Linked DNA regions of Mus musculus: all the other regions are linked to region 4. The links are chromatin contacts, called in public HiChIP or PLAC-seq and promoter capture Hi-C maps. All regions are on one chromosome and are shown on one strand. The core of a region is the stretch at or near the end of the contact, and the rest is flanking DNA. Distances in the headings are between cores, read along the strand shown.

Region 1 (2,700 bases), core at 131-2,630, 210 kb before region 4:
GTGGTGGCCTGTGCTTATAATCCCAGTGCTGGAGGGCTGGAGACAGAGGGTCCCTGGGATGTTTGGATAGCCAGTGTAGCAGCCAGGCCACCAGAGATAAAACCACACACACACACACACACACACACACACACACACACACACACACACACAGACAGTATGCAAGAGAGAGAGAGAGAGAGAGAGAGAAATTGAGAAGGGGAAGTGGTCTGAGAATTGAAGCAAGTGCCTCCAGCAAAATGGGGATAATATTGTTAATATTAATATTAAGCTTTGTGAGTTTTAAATAAGATAATAGATGCAAATAACTTAGGATAGCACCTGGTACCTGTAAGTGGTCTATAAATGTTAATTATCATCATCATTGATATGCTTATTTCTCTTGCTGTTTCTGGTGTCTGTGAGGTTTTCAGCTCCCTTCTAGGCAAGAGCCTGGACTGGAGGATAAGGTGAGTGACTCTCAGATCAGGGCTTGCTGAGGTCTCTGTGGGCCTACAGCTCTGAGCTGGTTCCTTCAAGTGACTCCTCACTCCTAGCCTCTGGCCTCCAGGCCTGCCTCTTCAGAGTAGGCCCAGGGGCCTGGGAGGCCCCATTTTGGAACTGGCTTTGCGGTCAGGCAGCTATAATCTGTCCCTGGAGCCACACCAGAGTCTCATTAAAACGTGCCCCATAAATGTTAAAAAATTTACACATAAAAAAATTCCATGCATGAAACTGAAACCGTACGTTTTACAGCCTTAGTTTGAAATCTTGCATAATATATAAAACCTTGGCCTTGCACCGGGGGCCCGTAAATCAGATTTTATAAAACAAAAAGCTTTTACCTTTCAAAGGGGTTTGGGGAACTTGCAAATTTTACAAACTTTACCAAGTGCCAGTCAGAGGCTGCTAGGCCCAGGGAGGGTGTCGGATCTGGAGGCCAGGTTAGAAAGAAGCATGGTGTAGGAACTGTACTATATCCCAGAGGGGTCACCAGGGATTCCTGATTTAACCACCTGAGAATAGAAAGCTGCCCCCGAAATGGATCTGGGGAAGGTCCTAGTCGGGGCTCCAAGGAGATATTGGTTTCATTCTCTTATGTGAAGGCTTTATTGTCACCAGGGAGAGGCGGAGTGTCAGTGGGAGAGGCACAAAATCAGGAGTCAAAGACCAGGGTTCTCTTCTATGGACGTGAGGATCGCTGTGAGTAAAAGGAGATGGGAGTGGACATCTTTCTAAGGTTGGGTTTCTAACCCCAACCTTTTTGTAATTACGTTTTCCTCACAGTAGAGGCGCTGTGGAGCAGCAAGCTTCCAGGATTCCCTCCCTCAGAAATCTCTAACTTGGATCCTCTCTCAGAAATTTGGGGCGGTACTGGGAGAGCTGACTCAGCTGTTTCCATGGAGACTTGTCAGGAAAAGCGGCTCTGGGAGACTGTGAGGAGCACGGGAGGGTGTGACAGGCAAAGAGCTACAGGGAGGGAAGGAAGAACGGGGCTTCCCAAGAGGTGGGAGAAAGCAGGGGAGGGTCAGAGAGGGGCTGGAGGAGGGTGTTCAGAGGGGCAAAGATTTGGGGGAATCCAGTGCCCTCCCGACAATCTCATCTATGAAAGTCAATATTCAAGGGCAAAGGAAAGCTGCCCTCACACACACATATATAAAAAATAAATCTCTCAATTATCTCAGCTCATTTGCTTGGGGTCCCTCATTTTATGTCCCTGCTTGGCTGCGCAGTATATCTGTCCGGAGAAAGAGTTACAGTCCGTTGGGCTACGTGTGCGGGGTTGTAAAAAATACAGATGCCAAATTAACTGGCTGTGGCACTCGGTAGCTGATTGAGCTGGTAATAACGGGATCTGACCTTTTTCTAATTTCTAATTATGTGCATCTCGGCTGTGCTGGCGACATGATTCTTGTCCTAATGATGGCTCCTGTGCTTGGCCTCTGTGTCTCCTCCTTTTGACATAGGGCTAGGAACCAATGGCAAAGGGGACTGTTGGATTTCCCTATCCTACCCTAAACGTTTCAGGCTCCTGACCATGGTGTGTCTTTGACAGCCAGGAGGTAAGCCTGTGGATCTAGAACACGATACCACATTGAGATGAATTTTCAGATGCAAAACATTTTTAAGGGCCAAGTCTATGAGCCATCCAGTTAATTTATCCCAGTCGCATGAGTTGGGTATAGTTAGCTGTATAGATGAGGAAACTGAGCATCAAGGGGTTCGGTCACCAAGGTCCTACCGAGAATAAATACTGACGCAAAGCTCATTACATGTGTGCACGCGTGCAGTTACCCTTTCTCAAGCATATCCTGACTTTTTGAAAGAGCTGTCTCTTTGCTCCATAGCTGCCTGAGGCTAAATTTGAGACTTTCCTTTCCAAATTGCAAAGTCTCCTAATTCCAACTAGCTGAGGAGCAGGGCAGGGCTAAGTTAGCCTGGCCCTCCACCAGCTGGAGGACCAGCACACTGGAATCTTCGAGACTGCAGCCAGGGTTCGATGCCTGCTAGGGAGGGAAAGAGCCAGGGATGAGCAGAGGTAGACTTGGGAGCTTTCACTAATATTCCTTGCAGCCAGTAAGAGCTTCTTCCCCGTCTGAGCCCTGCTCCCACTTTTAAATCATCACCAGACCGCAAACCTCCAGGCCAGTGTGGGTTCTCCAGGTAGCATCCAGTGCAGTTCTTCACAAAGTACTGCACTGGATGCCAATAATAGCGGCA
Region 2 (2,700 bases), core at 59-2,558, 220 kb after region 4:
TTTTAGCATAAAATTAAAGGGGGGGAACTAAAACTAGGGGGGAAGCCTGATGGGTGGCTTTCAAATTTTAAGTCTATCAACATAGACTAATTTTTACTTTAAGATTAAGTATATTCATGTGTAACTAAGAAAAATAAAATAGAAATAAAATGCCCTTTTTTGGTGTTTTGTTGATTCATTTGGGGTTTCTGTTTCATTCTGCTGAGATGGGGGTCTCATGTTGCAGCCCAGCTCAGCCTGGAACTCATGATGTAGCCCAAACTTGTCTCAAACTCAGAGCAGTTTTCCAAGGGCTCAACCCTGCAAGTGCTGAGATCACAGGCGTGCCCCTGTTTCGGTTTTTTGAAACAGGGGTATCACTGTGAACCTCAGATTGGCCTTGAACTCCCAGTCTTCCTGCCTCTGCCTCCTTAGTGCTGGGACTACGGGTGAGCCCGGCACACTCACTTAAATGATTTCTCCTAACTAAGAATTTGCTGGGTGTTCTGTAGCAACCTTCACCAATCCTCCCAACAATTCCTCCGGGGAGGCCATTGTTTTAGCCATTTTACAGAGGTAAAACTCAAGGGCTCAAAGATACTGAGTCCATTCCATTACTGCAGAGTTACCGAGCGTTTTATGAGAAGGCATGGCCAGGAGGCAGGCTAGGCTATCACACTGATGGGAGAACCCAAGGGTGCCGGAGTGTGGAGCATTAACCTCATCTTTACTCTGACATGTCCTAGAGCACTGACTGCAGGGAAGGGGATGACAGTGGACTCTGGAAAGACACTCCCAGCATCTATCTGAACCTGTGATAAGAGACAATCCCAACTAGAACAGGCATGAAAGTAACCGAAATCAAACCCTTTTCCAATTTTCTTCTTGTGGGCTAAAACACCACTTCTTCAGTAATTCTTTGACGTCTCTCATTTCTCGAGATATCCAAAAAACACCCCCTCCCATACCCACCCGGCCACCTTTTCTCTCTTATTAGAAGTCCGTCCTGAAACAGAAGGAGGAATGTGAGGTGGAGCCTTCTAAATTGGAACACATTTATGAGCCCAGATCTGCCTCTGCCTTGGGAGTGGGACTTTATTGAAAGACAAGCCAAGAACCACTGGACCACCTGAGCCCCATAGGATGGAACCTGCTATTAACATCTAAACAGATACTCCTGTCCAAACTAAGGGGCGAAGGGCTTGGAAAGTAGAAAATGCTAGGTCTGAGCAAAGCGAGAGGAGAGAACAAGGCCAGCAACACACAGAGCTCTGTGTATTCAGAGGGAAGTTGGCAGGGTTGTGCTCGGGCAGAGAAACTCCGAGTGGTACAAAGGGACGTGCCCGGAGTGGAGAAATCATGCTAATTGTCTGCACCAGAGCTGGAGAACGCCACCCAAAATGAAGAGAGAAAGGGGAGCCCTGTCAAGAGCCTCCAGGGCTCTGCGCCTCTCTCCTTTTGTCTACCTGCTTCTCATCCAGCCAGGTAAGAGATCAGAGGGTCTAGAGAAAAGAACTGGGGGGCATTTGACAGAGGGAAGGGGAGAGCAGAGCCTGATACCTTCGGGGCTGGAGGAGGGGAGAGCGCTCAGTGGCCGTGGGAAGCATCTCAGTGAATTCAGGAGTCAATGTTGAATATATCTGTTCATTCCCTGTGCTTCCCGCCTGGCCCCCGGCCCCCTCCCCGAAAGGCTGCATGACTTTGGAGCGCCCACGGCATTCAGTACATTAGCTGGAAAGGCATCATGCCACTTCTTATGGGATGACTTGCTGGCGTGGGCCAGACCAGCATTCTTTTTAAGGGCTTATGTGAGCTCTTGGTGGGAGAAGGGGGAGGGGAAATCTTGGTTTTGCACCTCCCAAACCTCTACTGTGGCTTCTCTGAGTGTCAAACATCGTGAAAGATGAAAGAAACTTTGTAGATAATGAGCCTCCTGGTTTAGGATAGCAGTCAGTCCTAGTCATAATTTACTCCAAGCCATAGACACCTACCTCTTGTAGCGCCCCCTAGTAACACTATAGAGAACTGGTCTTATTTTAAGTACTGTAGATATTTATATGTTCATACACACAATTACAGGGAACCTAGAAATGCACATCTTAATGTGGCAAGCGGATACATAGATCATTTTAACAAAAAGCAGGAATCAGAAAAAAAAAAAAAAGTCACCTGCCTCCATCCAGGAAGCTGGGGCTGGTGGGGCAGGATGCTGGGGCTGGTGGGGCAGGATGCTGGTGGGCGTTGAGACCCAGGGAATGTTTCCTTATAGAAAGTATGCACTGAATCTCAGAAGACGGGGAAAATAGGTAGGAGCGTGAGCGAGATTATTGTTGGGACAAAGGTCAAGAGCTTGAAATAGTATCGTGTGTTTAGGCGGAGCCCAGAAGTTCAGCATTGCTTAGGGAAAAGTGTGAACTGAGTTCAGTAGAAGCCTTGTAAACCTTTCTCAGAAAATGAGACTGAGTCTATAAATGGTCGATGGGGACGCTGCATGATCTTTGATTTGGGAACTGGCAGGGTGAGTTTTACTTTTTAGATCTCTTGGTCTTCAGTGAGGCACTGAAGGAGAAACAAGGCAAAATAGATGAGGATGGAGGCCGATTTCATTCCTCTGAGCCCATGAAACAAAATAACACAGACTAGGCGGCTTAGGTAGCAGAAAGTTGGTGTCTTGCAGTTCTGAAAAGCAGACCTTAGAGATCAAAGTACCGACATGCCACA
Region 3 (2,700 bases), core at 38-2,537, 130 kb before region 4:
CCTGCCGTCACTCTCAGCGTTGTTAGTGCCATTTGTCTTCCAAGCCAGAGTGTTGCTGTCTGCTTCCAGACCCTGCCTGCATGACACCTGCTTACCGTCCGAGCAGAGTAGGGATGGGCTAGGGGTGGGTGGCAGTGCTATTCTGCACCTCCTCCCCAGAGGGCCCAGCGGGCGCTCCATGAGCAGGCACTGTCAGATCATGATGGCTTCTGAGCTGGGGCACGTGGAAGGTATGGAGAGCCTGTGTTCTCTGAGAGGCAAAGAGTGCAGAGTTGGCAAGGCCTGGCTTTTTCTGAGAACACTCCTATGGGCACGCTGGAAAACCCAAGCAAACACCTCGTTTGTGTAGGCATTCTAGCCATCGTCAAAGCAAGATGAGAGTAGCCAGAAGCTTAGGATCCAGACTCTCCCAATTGCTAGCTTAGAAAACCTGACCATGATTTTTTAAAAGCTGAATTATCACATCATTGAATATAAATTAAATACAGCCAGGTACCGTTGATTTATTCTCTATGCAAAAATCCAAAATCAACAGTGCTCTAAAATCAGAGCCATTTTGGAGGATGCGTATGATACTAGAATTGGGAAACCCCATACCTGTCATGTCACAGGTTGTAGTAGAAATGCTTGTACACTATAGATACTATATGACATTACATCCAGGGTATGTGCATAAGGTGCACATGAAACATGAAGGAATTTCATGTCTAAGGGGAGCTGGGCCCAGCTGTAAAATACTTGCCAAACAAGCATGAGGACCTGATTTGGATCCCCAGCACCCTTTTAAAAAGTTAAGTGTCCATCTCTGCAGCCCCAGCACTGGGAAGGTGGAGCCAGAAAATGTCCTAGAGCTCACTGAGCAGCCAGCCTTGCCAAACCCGTGAGCTCAAGGGTGAGTGTGAGACTCTTTCTCAAAAAGTAAGGTAGAAAGCAATAGAGACACCTGACATGGACTTCTGCCCATGCACATCTATACAGGTGCACACACACACACACACACACACACACACCAGTACATACAATCGTATGCAGCACACAGGGAATCATGTTTATATTTGAGCTTCATCTCTACCTCTTTGCACATGCAAATACTAGAATTAAAAAAATAATAAATAAGTAAAGTGAACTAAAATCTGGAAACATTTTGGTTCAAAGCTTTCAGATCCTTAACTCTGTCTCAAGGCTAACAGGCTCTCCAACACTCTCAGCAGTTTACATATTATGTTGACTAAGTGATGCCCCACCCACACTGGGATGACAGCTCCGTGGGGAACAAAGACCTTGAGTTTCTTTCACAGATTGATTGCTAATACCCAAGTCAGTATACAGTACAGGGCATATATGTATGGAGGATGAATGAGCATCTCTGTTTCCCAGTGCTCACCCCAAACAACTCCCAAGTACTTGCCCTGGAACTTTCTGGGGAAGAATACCATAGAAATAGGTTTATGGGACTTTTCAGGTTTTTTCACATAGTGTTGGGATGTATATGGAGTTTACTCCAACCCCCATTTCCTTTCTTCCAGTATGAAATCCTGGTATACCTGGGCCAGGCAACAGGCTTTAGAGCCCGCCTTTCCAAACACCCCCTCCTGTGTCTCCTAGGCTGCTCCCCTCCTTCCTGGGCTGCCACGTGCTGGCTCCTGGGGACCCCCTGCCATATGTTCCATTCCGGCTCTAAACTGCATGTTAATTGTTCTGAATGAACAGCTCCAGCTGGAAAAGCAGGCAGGCCGATTACAGACCTTAAGATAACACCCAGCTTCCTGTAAGCCAGGGGCTTTCCAGCGAAGGAGACTGGAAAATCTTCAAGGCCAGAACTGAGCGAGACAGACCCCTGGGACACAGTCTGGTGTCTAGGGCATCGTCTTTTCTTGGCCTCTACCCAAGTAGTCCTATTTTAAGGCCACCACGCCTGAAGCTCTCACCTCACTAAAGAGGACTGTTCTAGATTTTTTGCAACAACCTGTATTTTCAAAGAAGCCCCTTGGGATTCAATTCACCTGTACTGTGTCCTGGTCACTTTTTAGTTATATGAATCACCTGCATCTATGTGAGGGAAGGGGAGAACCGGAGTGATGGAGAAGGAGACAGTCTTGCAGTGGGATGAGAAAATAAGCACCTATCTATTTGCTTTGCCAACATAGAATAAACGGAATGTCTTTCCTACAAACAATATATCTTTCAGTAGTATGAGGGTTGTATTTTCATCATATATATATATGTGTGTATGTATATATATGTATATATGTATAGATATACATGTATATATATATATATATACACACATACACACACAGAAACAGGGTCTCTCAATGTAGTCCTGGTTCTCTTGGAACTTCCTATGTGAGCCAGGCTTACCTCGAATGCACAGAGATTTGCCTGCCTCTACCTCCTGAATGCTGAGACTAAAGGCCTGTGCTACCATGCTTGGCCATATTTTTATTTATTTATATAATTTTTGTTATTATTATAGGAGGCCAGTGAATGCTATATTTGTGGAGTCAATGTTCTCTTTCTACCTTTATGAGGGCTCCAGGGATTGAACTCAGATCCTCAGGCCTGTACATCAAGCCCGTTTTCTGTTTCTCTGAGACATGATCTCTAACCAGGCTGATGCCCCTGCTTCAGCCTCCCAAGTGCAGCAGCCTAAGTAGTATCTTTTCTGTATTATTTTCTGAGTACCTGCTAATTCCCTCT
Region 4 (2,700 bases), core at 135-2,634:
ACCCAGCCCTCCTTTAAGGGGCTGATCCGCATCCCCCTCCCACTCCCAACCCGCGTCTTCCGACCGCGCGGGAACCCTGGCTGCCCTGTGAAGGACTCTCCAGACAGCGCGGCCCACTGCGCTCGTTTCTTCCTTGGCTTTGGAAGCCAGCCTAACCCGAAAGAAACAGAAACTTCGCGCGGCACATTCAGGACCCTGCCCCATCCCCATCGGCTTTCTTCTCGGGACGCTTTCCGTGCCCACCTCCCCCCCTTTTACGAATTTATCTTCTAGCTCTTCGCCAAGGACCCCTAATCCTCCCCTCCCCGCCCAAAAGACCCAACAATACGTAGAGAGCCAGTGACCCTACAAATTCTCCTCCTACTCCTAGTTAGAGTCCCTGAGCGTCGCCCCTCGGGTTCTGGTTTCTCTGACTAACACCTCCCCCCCCCCCATACACACACACATACATACACACACACACACACATGTTCCCCTGTCCCCACTGATCCTCCGGTAAACCTCTACTCTCCCTGCCTCCCCGGGCCGGGCAGGACGCGGCCGCCACTGCTTGACTCCAGCCACCCGGCCGCAGGCTAGGGCTGCTCCCGCTTCCAACCACTCGAAGGCAGCTCGGGGCTGGTGACACCTAGGAAGCTCCAGCCACAGGGCTCCTGGAGCCCGGGAAAGGAGAACCGAAGCCCGCCCGCAGTTCCCAGCCTCGCCCCCACCGAGCGCCTAGCCAGGAGCCGCCTGCGCAGGGACTCCGGCCGACGCGCTCGTCCCTGGGCTCGAGTCCCGGGAAGCTCCGGGTGCACGGCTTCCAGCCCGCCCGCTACAGGCTCTAGGGCCGCTGCGCTCTGAGTCCGCTGCCCAGCTGCTTGCGACCGCAAACAATGCACGCCCGGCCCTGGGCCAGAGGGGAGCGGGGCGAGGCGGCGGCAGCGAGGCGGGCACGGAGCTGCGCACCGGCCGGGTCCGGGAGCGGGTGGGCCGCGCGCTTCTCGCCGCCTCCTCGCCCAGCCTCGCCTCCCCTCGCGCGGCTTCGCTCCGCGCTCTCCCGGCGCTTCCCCAGCTTCTCTCTGCACGCTCCCGCCGTCCCTCTCTGCTCCCTGCCTCCCTCCTCCCTGCTGCCTCCCTCTCTCTCCTCCCTGCTGCCTCCCTCTCTCCCTCTCTCCTCCTTGCCCTGTCGCAATGAATAATACTCTGGCTTGGGGACTGGAATAAAACACACGCGCTCTGAGGCAGCCGCCCGCAGCAGCAGCCGCCGCCGCCGCCGCCGCCTGCAAAAGCGTCTCTGACATGGAAATGAATGACAGCTTACCTGATGCCAATCTTCATCAGACTGACACCGGCGTGACAACACAGCCTATACTTCCCAGCACTGCTCGGGACGTCAGCGGCACAGGGACCCGCCCCCCGGACTCCCTCCCCCCCCCTCCCCGCGCGCGCACACCTCCCCTCTCCCCACTCCCCCTTTCTCCCCCCCCCCCATAGCCCCCACCCACTCCTGGACCCGGCCGCTTCCCAGGCGAGGAGCTGCTAGAGTGTCTCCCTCTACTGGAGGCTCGGCTCAGACATCAGGCTCTGGCCTGCTTGCTGCTGGAGAGAGGCAGCAGGCGCCCAGACCTGGGGGTTGCCTGACAGAGGTGATGCAGTGAACCCCAGAAATGCAGGCGCACCCCTACCCGGTGTCCTCCTTAGCGATCAACTGGTGACGAGTTCCAAGACACCAGGTGCTGAAGAGATTGAGAGGAGGTGAAATTTTCTGTGTACCTCAAGAGAACCCCAAGAAAATAGGAATCTTCAAACTGGCAAGAAACGTTCTCTCCATCACACCCCCACCCCATTCCTGCCCGGCTGGCCTCATTTTTATGATTGCATTTGAATAATTCTCATTACCTTGGCCCCAGCAAAGGTGCTCAGGTGGTTAGTTATCCCTGGTCTCAAGAGCTTTTTTTTTTCCCCCTGCTGTAGGCTTCCTCTGACGCTTGGTTCATCCGAGGGTTGATGGGGTGGTTCAGGGGCAAGATAACAAGGGAAAGAGCCTTATCAGAAGCTATCCCTTGGCAAATGTCAGGCAAGTGCTTGGAAGCCACTGCTGTTTCATTCTTAAAACTGCTTAGCCAGCCAGTGTGTCCCGGAGGCTGGGCACCGTAAGGTGAGGGGAGTACTGTTTCAGCTTGGGCTTGCTGGGGTGGTCCAATCTGTTCCATACACCAAACAGGCTCCTCACCCAAGTCACTTCTACAATGAAAAGCCAAATCAAGCCAGTGCAACCATGCATGTCTCCATTTAGTCAACAAAGATGACTTTCCTACTGAGTGCCAAGTATAGGCTCAGCCACTCAGGATGCAGACTGGCTCAGCTCCTACACAGAGGACCAGAGAATCCCTTCTGCCCCCCTTGAGAAGCGGTTTCAGGCCACAGGCAGGTGACAATGAATCCTGTGACTCTCACACCAGGAAAGGAGCCTGGCTGAAGCCTAAACAAAGTCACTGAAAGTTAAGGAAAAGCTAAGAGGGAATCCAGACAGTCAGGTTCCCAGAAAAGGATCTAACCCCAGCAGAGGGAGGTTACCCTTTGCTCCATTCCAAGCCTCTGGGTCATTCCTCCCCTGCCTCGGATTCCGGCAAAAATGAGAAGTATCATTAGATCCAAAGGCTCAGAGACGTCTGCATCACATTCCAGATGTGCTCTTTATCCAGGTCCTGCCAGCAA

Evidence for each region. HiChIP or PLAC-seq counts read pairs in DNA pulled down with a chosen protein or histone mark. Capture Hi-C pulls out chosen DNA fragments and counts their contacts.
Region 1: a contact with region 4 is called in an H3K4me3 HiChIP or PLAC-seq map of embryonic limb bud, with 4 times the contacts expected there. The contact joins the enhancer-like site here to the promoter of Pknox2 in region 4. A contact is called at or near these places in 3 of 39 promoter capture datasets (HPC-7-derived erythroid cells and embryonic stem cells), 9 of 484 Hi-C or Micro-C datasets (3T3-L1-derived adipocytes, cerebral cortex, cortical neurons and 5 more), 18 of 115 datasets of contacts at active chromatin or transcription factors (VIP interneurons, craniofacial prominence, differentiating embryonic stem cells and 11 more) and 3 of 9 other capture datasets (adipose tissue, liver and pancreatic islet).
Region 2: a contact with region 4 is called in a promoter capture Hi-C map of adipose tissue. The contact joins the promoter of Hepacam here to the promoter of Pknox2 in region 4. A contact is called at or near these places in 6 of 39 promoter capture datasets (the 3T3-L1 cell line, hippocampal neurons, liver and 2 more) and 3 of 9 other capture datasets (adipose tissue, liver and pancreatic islet).
Region 3: an H3K4me3 HiChIP or PLAC-seq map of craniofacial prominence shows a contact between it and region 4, with 4 times the contacts expected there. The contact joins the enhancer-like site here to the promoter of Pknox2 in region 4. A contact is called at or near these places in 13 of 39 promoter capture datasets (the 3T3-L1 cell line, the HPC-7 cell line, cranial neural crest and 7 more), 12 of 484 Hi-C or Micro-C datasets (cranial neural crest, embryonic fibroblasts, embryonic stem cells and 8 more), 22 of 115 datasets of contacts at active chromatin or transcription factors (astrocytes, cardiomyocytes, craniofacial prominence and 13 more) and 4 of 9 other capture datasets (adipose tissue, embryonic stem cells, liver and 1 more).

Annotation. Positions count from the first base shown.
Region 1 is chr9:36,932,566-36,935,265 of GRCm38.p6, forward strand. All of the region lies in intron 6 of Pknox2 (Pbx/knotted 1 homeobox 2), which reads right to left. Among named protein-coding and RNA genes, the nearest start is that of Gm34652, 40 kb to the right of the region's middle. Within about 2 kb of position 1,381, at least 96 of the 459 cell types and tissues checked have an H3K27ac peak or open chromatin away from gene starts, as enhancers often do. A contact at or near this core is called in cerebral cortex, cortical neurons, craniofacial prominence and 4 more, where this site is marked.
Region 2 is chr9:37,366,298-37,368,997 of GRCm38.p6, forward strand. Hepacam (hepatocyte cell adhesion molecule) reads left to right here and starts at 1,309. Exons shown (of 7, transcript NM_175189.4): 1 at 1,309-1,464. The coding sequence starts at 1,380.
Region 3 is chr9:37,012,049-37,014,748 of GRCm38.p6, forward strand. The region is part of intron 2 of Pknox2 (Pbx/knotted 1 homeobox 2); the gene reads right to left. Among named protein-coding and RNA genes, the nearest start is that of Gm34538, 24 kb to the right of the region's middle. Within about 2 kb of position 1,288, at least 22 of the 459 cell types and tissues checked have an H3K27ac peak or open chromatin away from gene starts, as enhancers often do. A contact at or near this core is called in craniofacial prominence, where this site is marked.
Region 4 is chr9:37,145,938-37,148,637 of GRCm38.p6, forward strand. It overlaps Pknox2 (Pbx/knotted 1 homeobox 2), which reads right to left and starts at 1,385. Exons shown (of 13, transcript NM_001029838.2): 1 at 1,304-1,385.